2 separate regions of the Mus musculus genome follow, and region 2 is linked to region 1. The links are chromatin contacts, called in public HiChIP or PLAC-seq maps. All regions are on one chromosome and are shown on one strand. The core of a region is the stretch at or near the end of the contact, and the rest is flanking DNA. Distances in the headings are between cores, read along the strand shown. Region 1 overlaps Ankrd11 (ankyrin repeat domain 11). Region 2 overlaps Ankrd11 (ankyrin repeat domain 11).

What was found. HiChIP or PLAC-seq counts read pairs in DNA pulled down with a chosen protein or histone mark.
Region 2: an H3K27ac HiChIP or PLAC-seq map of regulatory T cells shows a contact between it and region 1, with 5 times the contacts expected there. The contact joins two enhancer-like sites. A contact is called at or near these places in 18 of 39 promoter capture datasets (the 3T3-L1 cell line, 3T3-L1-derived adipocytes, the C10 cell line and 14 more), 1 of 15 datasets of contacts at CTCF or cohesin (the NIH/3T3 cell line), 15 of 484 Hi-C or Micro-C datasets (B cells, CD4 T cells, CD8 T cells and 11 more) and 24 of 115 datasets of contacts at active chromatin or transcription factors (the 230-238 cell line, CD8 T cells, the HPC-7 cell line and 17 more).

The regions. Positions count from the first base shown.
Region 1 is chr8:122,951,851-122,954,550 of GRCm38.p6, forward strand. The region is part of intron 2 of Ankrd11 (ankyrin repeat domain 11); the gene reads right to left. It overlaps Gm39272 (a long non-coding RNA gene), which reads left to right. Exons shown (of 3, transcript XR_879314.3): 3 at 1-2,700. Among named protein-coding and RNA genes, the nearest start is that of Gm39272, 19 kb to the left of the region's middle. Within about 2 kb of position 1,336, at least 42 of the 459 cell types and tissues checked have an H3K27ac peak or open chromatin away from gene starts, as enhancers often do. A contact at or near this core is called in CD8 T cells, the G1E-ER4 cell line, Th1 cells and 3 more, where this site is marked.
Region 2 is chr8:123,026,196-123,028,895 of GRCm38.p6, forward strand. The region is part of intron 1 of Ankrd11 (ankyrin repeat domain 11); the gene reads right to left. Among named protein-coding and RNA genes, the nearest start is that of Ankrd11, 15 kb to the right of the region's middle. Within about 2 kb of position 1,431, at least 71 of the 459 cell types and tissues checked have an H3K27ac peak or open chromatin away from gene starts, as enhancers often do. A contact at or near this core is called in CD8 T cells, the G1E-ER4 cell line, Th1 cells and 3 more, where this site is marked.

The DNA of each region.
Region 1 (2,700 bases), core at 86-2,585:
TAGAGGTAGAAGTATGAAAATAGGATAGGTACACTGACCCAGTAACAGACTAAATGACAGGGTCAACTCAGATCCCACTGTTGTACTGTGGCCCAGGCAGGACAGGACTCTGAATCCACCTTATGTCACAGGAAGGAAAGCATGCAGGATCAAGAACATAAAGTTAAAGACACCAGATGTGTGCCTTCACCTGCACTCACCTGGTATGGCTAGACCCAAAGACCTGATCGTACCAAGGCCATGTCCTGTGCCCAGAACAGGAAGAGTTGTCACTTCAGGAGGACAGGGGAGACATGGTTTATCCCACTAACATTCATGAGCATTGCCTGGGCCCCACAAGAAGGGGCTGGGGGCAGTACTGGTGAAAGGAGGTTAGTGACAGTTGAGAAAGGTGAAGACAGTGTGGGAGACTGCACTCTAACCCCCAACACCAACCGGGATGGCTAGTCTGGGTTATCACTTGATTCCTGCAACTAAGTGAGACCCCAAATGGAAAGGCGCACCTATGCAGGAGTTTTGCTCAATTTGAAGTGAAAAGATCTACTTCTCATGTGGATCTGTGAGACAGAAAAACACGTCTTTAATCCCGACGTTTTGAGCTGTGAACTCCACTTTGAATCTGGGGTCTACCTTCTGAGGGAAGCCTACATAAGGACATGGAAGAAGGGGATATTTGCTCTTTGCCTGCTTGCTATCATCTTGATAGTAACTCCATTCCTTCAATGGTATTAGAGCCCACTTCTTTGGAATTCTGATGTATACCTTAAAGACTAGCTGAGACATCCAGCCTCGTGGACTAAAACAACTGATTCTTGGCAGCCATTGTAGGATTAACTGAACTATAGGCTGTCATTCTAGTAATATTGTGTGTGTGTGTGTGTGTGTGTGTGTGTGTGTGTGTGTGTTCATCCTACAAGTTTGGATATTCTAGAGAACCCTGACTAACATACCAAGAACCCAAAGAACAGAGATGAGGGTCTAGGGGACACTTGCCTACATGAGCAAAGACCTCAGTTCCATCACCAGCAGTACATAAAAACAAGAGGAGTAGGGCAGGGGACTACCAATGACAAGATCCACCTCCAGTTATAGATTTATACACTAGGGTTCTATGGACAACCATCACTGAAGTTAATGTCAAAAGGAAGGCTGTTGTTGTGAAATAGACTTAAATATTCATTCATGCACACACTAGGAAAAAAGAAACCATCTTTTATATTTTTAGTTTCTCAGTTCCTGACAAGATGAGAACATGCAAGAACATTGGCCACAGTAGTACTGTCTCTGTCGCCCAGAGAGGCTACAGGAAACCCTCCCTGCCCTGTGTACTTCTTTAAGAACGTGGTTGGGGATCACCAAGTTGGCTCAGTGGGTAAAGGAGAAAAACAATGCCTCAACTCCCACAAGCTGGTTTCTGCTGCAACTGAACACACCACACGGCACATCAACCTCAATAGCACGTGCTCTAAGACAGAGACTGTCAAGTCATGGCGAGTCTGTCTACCTCTAAGACAGAGACTGCCAGGTCATCTCGAGTCTGTCTACCTCTAACTCATCAACTTTAAAACAAAAGAACCACTTTTCTCCTATCTCAGATCAGTAGTATCACATCTAAAAAACCCTATTAGAAAATTATTCTATAAAAATAAGGAAGTAATGGAGAAGGCTTCAGAGGTTACGCCAAACAGCCAAGACCAGTGACTCCCTCAAGACCCTAAGGCACTTTAATAATGGAACTGGACAGGAAAATGTATTTCTAAAATAAAGGATATAGCCACAGGCAAAAAACAATACCAACCATATCAACACTGGAGCTTGGACCAGCTTACACTACACACTGCTGTCCCTTTAAGATGATCAATTCCAAAGCCAGTATCTTCAACAAGTAAAAGAGTTTATAAAGGGAGCACTGCTGACCTCAGCACCAACACTACAGAGCACAGCAACAGCTCCCAGAAAAGAGAAGAGGCTATCCTACCCACTACAAAAGTGAGGCTCCCAAGCATCATGGTGCATGCCTCTGATGCCAGCATTCAGGAGGACTAGTGGGCTGCAGAGCAAGGCCGTGTGTGTGTGTGTGTGTGTGTGTGTGTGTGTGTGTGTGTGTGTGTGTGTGTGTGTGTGTAAGAAGGGGCATGGACTCCTGCAGAGCAGCTGTCTGAAGTGAGAAGTAAAGCCTGAGGGATACTAGAAACCAACTATTTGAGAGAGGAAACAAGCAACTGACTAGACAGACATCAACTTACCTTTTCCAGGCTCATCAGCTGCTTTGCATCCCAAAATCAAGCCTGTATGGCACAACACTATATCCCCAAGACCACGGGAAGGTCATGACAACAGCTTTGCTCTGAGCACATGAACTCACACAGCTTCTGTACCTACCCAATACCACCCCAGTGCCCTTGTACACACATGCAGATAGATTATAAGTCACACGAGTGACTGCTAAATGTCACTTATGGTTAGGGTTGCTGTTATCACACAGGTCTCAGAAACTAACCTCCAAGACACAAAAAACAGATCTGAGTCTAGACAAATAGTGCATGCTACACAGCATCAAAGTGGGGCTGCCAAGCAGGAAAGTAAGGCAGCTTCATCTCCCTTTTCAATCCCTAGGAAAAGAAATAATCACCTTTCATCTAAGACGACTCCTCACTCAACAGCAGAAACTGCCAAGCTGGGCATGAGCCTGCTTGTCTC
Region 2 (2,700 bases), core at 181-2,680, 74 kb after region 1:
TTTGTTTTTTAACAGAAAGGGTCTCAGCCCTGTGGTGAATGGCAGCTGTAATGCAGCATTTGAGGAAATGGTAAGAACTGGAGCAAGACTAAGGACAGCCTGGGATGTATGAGAGTTCAAGGCCAGCCTGAACTTTGAGGGGAAACTGTTGGGGAAAAACAAGCAAAAGCAAGGACTGGGGGTGTAGCTCTGGTGATAGTTCTGACCTAGCAGGCACGAAGCCCTAGGTTCATTCCGTCTCCAGCGGTATAAACTAGGCATGGACCTGACAGACTGACAACCATGACAGACTCCTGCAGCCCAAGCACTCGGGAAAATCAGAAACAAGGCTGCCACTGACTAGCTACACACAGAGAGTGAGGCTAGTATGAAATACAGTAAGACCTTGTCTCAAACATTGTTAACTATCTGTCAGACTTAATGCAGCACACACCTTTAATCCCAGCACTAGGGAGGCTGAGACCAGCCTGGTTCCAGTACCAGGATTGACAAAGCTACACAGAGAAACCCTGTCACAAAACAAATTAAATAAGCTAAAGGAGCCAGAAAGATGGCTCAGAGATTAAGAGTATTTATTGCTTTTGCAGAGGACCTGGGTTCAGATGAACACACGTGGTGGTTCACAACCAGGTATCAGGGGATCCGACATCCTCTTCTGACTTTTAGGCACCAGGTACACATGTGGTGCACATACATAAACGCAGGCAAAACACTTATTCCCAAAAAAATAAAATAAATACATCTAAAAAAGGCCTCACTCTGTAGCCCAAAGTGGTCTAGAGTCTCCCAAGCACTGGAATGAGGTGTGTGCTACCAAACCTGGCACTCAGCAGAACTAAACCTTGAATACTCAAACCATACAAAAGCTCTAGTCCAGCTGCATAAGCACTAAACAGCCATGCAGCCTTTGACAACTGTATGTACAGTGGATTCCTCTGGGTCCCCCTTGTTCCCAGGGCAACAGTCTCATCACTGGCAAGTCCCCTGAAAACCAGTCCTCAAGTTGGCAGTTAATTGGTTCAGAAAAGGGTCACATCTCTAGAACATTAACTGCTTTACCTACTGCACAGATCAATGAAGTCAGATAGAAAAACATCTCAAGCTTAAGGACAACTTATATTAAAACTGAAGGTTATTTTTAAAGGCCTAAAAAGTTATTTCCCTAGATTAACCAGCCCTGGATGCTTTCTATACAGATTTTATTGATCAACTGTAAATCCAAGAACTCAGGAGGCAGAGGCAGGCTGATTTCTGAGTTCCAGACCAACCTAGTCTACAGAGTGAATTCCAGGGCAGCCAAGGCTTCAACAGAGAAATCCTGTCTTGAAAAACCAATTAACAAACAAGCAAGAATAAAATATACTCAGAAACCGGAATTAGTATCAGGATAGTCATGTTAGTGCATGCCTATGGCTCACAAGTTCACGGTCTCTCTGGGCATTTTAGGTTAAGACTCTAATTCAAAATAAAAGGCTGAGCCGGGCGTGATGGCGCACGCCTTTGATCTCAGCGCTTGGGAGGCAGAGGCAGGCGGATTTCTGAGTTTGAGGCCAGCCTGGTCTACAGAGTGAGTTCCAGGACAGCCAGGGATACACAGAGAAACCCTGTCTCAAAACAAAAACAAACAAACAAACAAAAATAAAAGGCTGGGGATACATGGCTCAATACTAAAGCAAAAAACCCCAAAAGTACTAGAAAGGAAGAGGAAGAAGGAATTAACACGAGCATCAACTATTCATAGTGAGAGACGTCTACTCTGAGTCACATGCTAGGCTTGAGTCACAATGTGAATGCGGAATCTGATCCTCATCAATGCGTTTCTGTATTTCTCTTTTGTTAATCACTGGAAGGGGGAGAGGGCGGCAGAGATAAGGTGCACATCTTGCTATCAGAGGACAAATCTGAAGCAGCCAGTTCTCTCCTTCCACCCTGTGGAGTCGAGGATTAAACTCAGGTCATCAAGGTTGCCCGAAAAGCCCCCGACCCACTGAGCCATCTAGTTCATGCTGTGTGATTGTCTATCACCTCCACATCCTATTAAGTGACAGCTACATCCACAGGAGTACATGCCACAGGTCACTGGTAGCCACCAATGACAAATATCCACACAGCAAGTCTACAGAAGTGAGAAAGAATATGAGTTCCAGGTCTAGCTCTCCAACAACTCACTACAACACCTCCGCACATAGGTTTTATTTACTGGGTTTTGGGGGTGGGTATAGAGCATTTAAGGAGTTGTCTTACTATAAGGCTGGCCCCAAACTCCTGGCATCCCTGGGATTGCCAGCATAGACCACTATATCCAGTTTGGATTAGTCACTTTAGCATAAATGTGAGCAGGAAGTAACACCCACACACCAGACTCCATACAAAGGAAACATAAAAAATTAAAAATTAATACATGGGCTACAAATCTCACCACTCCCATTTCACACCCACAACCTACCTTCTAGTTTCCCCCATAAGTAACAGGTTCCATTTTCAAAAGTAAAGTTCAGTACCACAATATTAAATATACAACTCCCTGAGTCTGTTATTTAACCTTCCATGAGTTTTAGGTCTTGGACACCACTGGCCTCAGAGTCTGCGGATGGAGGCAGGTTGGCTCCCTTTCTCTTAACAGCCCATGGAGAACTGACTTCAGCCCCAGCTACAAACACTTCAAAACCAAACAGCTTTGATAGGCCCACTTGTTTTTAA